Linked DNA regions of Mus musculus: region 2 is linked to region 1. A link is a contact called in public promoter capture Hi-C data. All regions are on one chromosome and are shown on one strand. The core of a region is the stretch at or near the end of the contact, and the rest is flanking DNA. Distances in the headings are between cores, read along the strand shown.

The links. Promoter capture Hi-C pulls out the DNA fragments that hold promoters and counts their contacts.
Region 2: a contact with region 1 is called in a promoter capture Hi-C map of liver. The contact joins the enhancer-like site here to the promoter of Slco1a4 in region 1. A contact is called at or near these places in 9 of 39 promoter capture datasets (3T3-L1-derived adipocytes, cranial neural crest, embryonic stem cells and 4 more), 2 of 484 Hi-C or Micro-C datasets (cerebral cortex and liver) and 3 of 9 other capture datasets (adipose tissue, liver and pancreatic islet).

Annotation. Positions count from the first base shown.
Region 1 is chr6:141,854,786-141,857,485 of GRCm38.p6, reverse strand. Slco1a4 (solute carrier organic anion transporter family, member 1a4) reads left to right here and starts at 1,266. Exons shown (of 16, transcript NM_001355577.1): 1 at 1,266-1,362; 2 at 2,197-2,273.
Region 2 is chr6:141,991,468-141,994,167 of GRCm38.p6, reverse strand. Gm6614 (predicted gene 6614) reads left to right here. Exons shown (of 14, transcript NM_001081318.1): 5 at 432-530; 6 at 1,605-1,826. Among named protein-coding and RNA genes, the nearest start is that of Gm6614, 16 kb to the left of the region's middle. Within about 2 kb of position 1,402, at least 3 of the 459 cell types and tissues checked have an H3K27ac peak or open chromatin away from gene starts, as enhancers often do. A contact at or near this core is called in liver, where this site is marked.

The DNA of each region.
Region 1 (2,700 bases), core at 17-2,516:
TATGTTCTCTGTTCGTCAGACTCTGTTAGATTGTTGTTGCTGGGAAACATTTGTGTGACACTGGAATTGTGGGAAATTATTAAAAAACTGAGCCCATCCTAGCTTCCAATGGTGGCTTTATGTCCTCAGGGACACCAGCCTGAATATCTCAGCTCTTTCTCTTCCTGATACAGCCTTTAACGTATTTTCTCACTCTTCTAAGCCTTTGTGACTTTCCTCACATTAAATATTTCTCCTATCTGTTATGAATTCCATCTCCTTCCTTGTACTTTGAGAAAGATAGATGTTGTTTTCATGTATAGAAAGAGAACTGAGTGGTCTGTCTAAACACACACAGATAGGTTGCAAGTAGATCTTCAAATTTGTGGTAATTTTAAACATGCGTGGTTAAACAATTTTACTGAATCCAAATGAAAGATCAGAATGGTTTTGTCTCTGAAATTGATTGAATGATGGCAATTATTACCACTTAATAATCGAATTCTCCCAATAGCTTCTGAGACCTCTTGAGAACAAGTGCAAACTACTCATTTTCAATTTCCTAACAACTACTATTGTGCTTAGAATTTAGTAGCTTAATAAATACTTGTGTATTAAATGAATATAATCATTGCAAACAGGACTTTGCATTAGAAAGCCTAAAGCTGCCTGGTAAGGCTTAGGTCAAAAATGTGACTCAAGTGTGGAACACTGGCTTCTCCTGCAACTATCTCCTCATTCTCTACATATGATTGCTACTAGAAGTGACAGGCGTGCCATTAACAGCTGGCTCTGCTCAAGGCAGAACTCATATTTTGAATTTCCTCTTCTGCTTCTCAGTTTAGATTTAGAACACATCTAAACTGACAAATTGACTAGATTGCTGGTGAAGAAATGGTCTATATGTGCCAGTATTATTTTGCATGGTAAAACCATATGAATGGGCAATTTTCTTGATATCAGATAAGGTTTCTCAGGTACCTGGAATGTAGAAAATAAAATGTGTGTGTGTGTGTGTGTGTGTGTGTGTGTGTGTGTGTGTGTGTGTGTGTGTACTTCTTAACAAGTGAAATTTAGCATTGTCTCCTTTGGTTTCTGATTGGAAGGAGCTGACCAAAATAAAATCACTTGCTAGGAATTAAACAATTCATTGTATTTCCCTAAGTCCTTTCTTGGCAAATCCTTCCTTGGCTTGGTATTGGTTGAAAGCATTTTAGCTGGACAGCACCCAAGAGGCTGTCTCTCACAGTTAGAGGCAATTTGAGGATTCTGAAAATAAGTGCTTTTCGTAGGACTTTTGCTGCTCTGACTTTCCTTTAGTCTCAGCATGGAGAGGACCGTCTTCTAAGGCTCCTTCATGTGTGGACTTCTCACTTGGCTGTGGTAAAGTTTGTTTCCTTAACTCAATAGTGCAGAGTAAATGAAATGAACAGCACGCATTTTCTGATAGTGAGGGTGTGGATATTGAGTGTGAATGAGCATGCTTATTCACTTAGGGCAAAGTTGTACTTTCCTGTGCCTGCGATGTTATTAAGGACCACCAACCAAAGGGTGACAACTCCTGAGGGTTTCTGCTTAGTGAGTGCAGAGAGTCAGTTCTGCGAGGAAGTCACAGTTCTAGAGTTCTGCTTTCTAGGATGCTCACCTACCTACTGAGAAACGCTACCCTGCATTCTCAAAAGAGTAGAGCCGATAGATGTTCCATCATATATCTTTAATAAATAAAACAAACAATGCAAAATGCTTTATATTTGTGGCCAGTATTTCTCCTGTGGGTGCTAAAGAGGGGAACACATTGCATTGCTGACTGCTTAATTAAAAGTGCAATGCCCTGCTTTCATTAGCATTCATGGTTGATTTGTGTTTATCTGTGATACTGTGTGATCCTGGGAACAGGAGTCATTGTTTAAACAACCCTGTGCTAACCAAGGACACTGTTCATGTAGTTATCTGACTCTGTTCACATTTCTCCTTTAGGATCAAAGAGCTCTACAGGGGAATATGGCATGATGCAGTATTGAGTTACACAGGCTTCGTTGAGTCAATGAAACAGACGATTCTTTGCCTTTTTTCCCTCTATAGACATATTTAAAATGCATCTGAAAATATAATTTTTTCAGAGAAAAGGTTGGCACATTAGAAGAAAGTGCAGGATAATTTACTAACATTAAATCCGTTTTCAAGTGCCTGGCTTTGTATGATTTATTTATATTACAGATTCTTGTTTGTAAAACTTCTGAGACAACAAGACTGTTTTGAAAGGAATCTTCAAGGTGGCGATAGAAACTAACCAGGTAATGATTTAGTACTCGTAGAAAAATTACCCTGTAATCTTCTAGGGACTAGACCCACTTTCTCTTGTCCAAAAAATGAAAATGGATATTTAGAATAGTTATATTTTAAGCTACTAAAGAAAGTGAAGATAGCTTTGACATGGGAGAGGAGTAAGTTTGCTCTTACTGATGAGTAGGGTGACTAGCCTGGGCTCAGGAGAAACAGCATAAAGGCTGATGAAAAGTTGCTCTATGGATGACAAAATGAGGCAGGTGTGGAGAGTTGAGAGTGTAATATTTCAGCTATATTCAAAGTAGATTTGGATCATGACTTTGCTCTCTAATGGAAACCTTCCCCTTTCTAACATTCTTTTCAAAATAAGTATCAGCTCCTCTCAGGAAGTTAAGTGGACTTGAAGTTTTATGTGGGAGCCTTAAGTCTGGGGGC
Region 2 (2,700 bases), core at 153-2,652, 140 kb before region 1:
TAGAAATCAATTATTGATTTGAATGCCTTATGGTTTCCAGAACAGTGAGCAGAGTGCTATGGCACAGTTGGTTATAAAATTGTTCAAACAATGGAAGCTTCATTTTCAATGTTTAAAGAAACCAATGTATGTTTGTATAACATACATAAGTATATGTATATCTACATGCTTCATAGATACCAAGGTTCATTTTTACATGTCGAATATATAAAAATATTTGAGGTAGGAGGGTATGTAGCTAAATGGTAGAGTACTGTCCTAGCCTCTTGGATTTGATACACAGCTCTGCAAGTGAAGGAAAAGTCATCTAAGACTTAAAACAGTTCAATGTCAAGGCCTGTGTGTGTGTGTGTGTGTGTGTGTGTGTGTGTGTGTGTGCAAACAACATTCTTTGTGTGATTATGTAATGTCCTGTCTTTGTTCACTTTCAGGGATTTTAGAAACAGGAAAGATGTTTGGCCCAGTAATTGGACTTTTGTTGGGATCCTTCTGTGCAAGCATTTATGTAGACACAGGGTCTGTGAATACAGGTAACACAGTGTGTTTTATTTATACAACCAGTCCTGGATATGGGAGAATGCTCAGGAATGTTTTAGCACTGCCTCCTTTGATCCTCAGTTAGGTAAATTATCACCACTTACAGATGGCAGACATAAGAGGAGGAGAGATAAGGGTGAATTGCCTCCTTCTGATTAGAGAGTTTCCATTATTTCATTATATTTCAGCCACATCTTTCATTTCAAAAGATTTACTCACATAAGTTTTACTCAATGAGGACTCACTGCTCATAACATAAGAGTCCTTTTAGCTATATGATGAACACCCAACTATAAAGGTTGCACATGACAGGCAGAAATAGAGATGTAGTGCTTTCAAATATGTCATCACACAGCATTATATAAAATTAGTATCTTCAAAAATAAATACACAAAATATATTTAAAAAGTGGATACCATGTATTTCATTTCATTATCTTTATTTATGTATATGTGTATGTGCGGATGTGACTGGGTGGTTCACTGTATGAGGGGGTGTTTGCTGAGGTCAGAAGAGGATCTCAGACCTACTAACATCAGAGTAATAGGCAGTGGTGAGTTTCCATGTGGGTTCTGAGAATAAAACTCATAATTTCTGCAAGAGCAACAATAACATTTAGCCACTGAACTGTCTCTGCAGTCCTTTCCTCACCTGCTCTGATGTTTTGAGACATGACTACATCAGAGTAAAGCTATTCCTTAAATAGGTCTCAAATAAATACTGTTTCTTTCTTTTGGAAATGTATGTTTCAATAATAGCCAATGTAGCACTTTCTTATTTAATTTTAACTTTACCCTATTGATCAACCTCAGACACTTTTTCTAAATGTCTGAATTAGCCAAGCAGGGTGGTTTCAAAATCAGGGTAGAAATCAATTATTGATTTGAATGCTTTATGGTTTCCAGAACAGTGAGCAGAGTGCACAAGTCCAAAAAAACAAATAAACAAAAAAAGGAACAAGAACAAATTGTGAATAGTTTATGAATGATTATGAATATCAATAATTTTCTACAGTTCACACAGGAAAGAATGATGTAAGCTAATGCGATATCTGTATTTCTTTACAGATGACCTGACCATAACTCCCACTGATACACGCTGGGTCGGTGCTTGGTGGATTGGCTTTTTGGTCTGTGCAGGAGTGAATGTCCTGACCAGCATCCCCTTTTTCTTCTTTCCAAAAACACTCCCAGAGGAAGGATTACAGGATAATGGGGATGGAACTGAAAATGACAAAGAGGAGAAGCACAGAGAAAAGGCCAAGGAGGAAAACCGAGGAATCACTAAAGGCAAACGTGGAAACTTTAAACTCTGCTTGGTTTAGATGGGTCTGTGGTCAGTGGGCACTTGACGCTTGTGCTGAAATAAGACAGCTTGTCAGTAATCATCAGTATTTAATTGTGTTAAATGTCTTCCACAGTCACCACTTGGAAATAACTGTCATATTAGGGAACCTGACTTGCCCTGGATTATTCTTTATGAAAATTTCAAGTCAGTCTGAACACCCACTAATCAAATATTTTTTCTTATCTGTTTTGACAATCCTATTTTACAGAAATTATTAGTCCATGTTAAGGAAAAAACATGAATAACCAGATATCTAAGCTATAGACAGTGGTAGAGGAGAATCTGTTTGATAAGGAAAATGTTAGTGTAGTTGTGAGCCTTGAAGTCAAGGCTTAAAGAGAAAACATGACCAGTGATGTAATCCTCTATATTTGAAGGTTTGTGATAGGTTACAGGAGAATTATTCCCTTAGAACAGACTGTTTTACATCAAGCAGGCATGTTATGGAATAATGATGTCGAGTAGAGATGCTTCTGTGAGAAACTAAGTTCGGACAGTGGAATGTTCAGCACTGCACATTCTTAAAACTTGACACTGCTTTCACATTTGTATGTGTTGAGAACTGTGTAGTGTTCTCAAAAGATCAGAGACAGAGAGACCGTAGGGTGTGTGGCTTGGGTTTTGGAACTCTGAAAGTATATATTAGGAAGATGTGAGGGTCCCATGCTTTACCTATCAAATGAGGGTAAGAACGTGCTATAATATTGGGTGCCTGTGATGTTCTGTTACAGAATATTGTGAGAGCATGTTACTGATACTGCTGTTTCCTCCATCACTCATATCCTCTAACACTAATGCACACTGAATAGTCACATA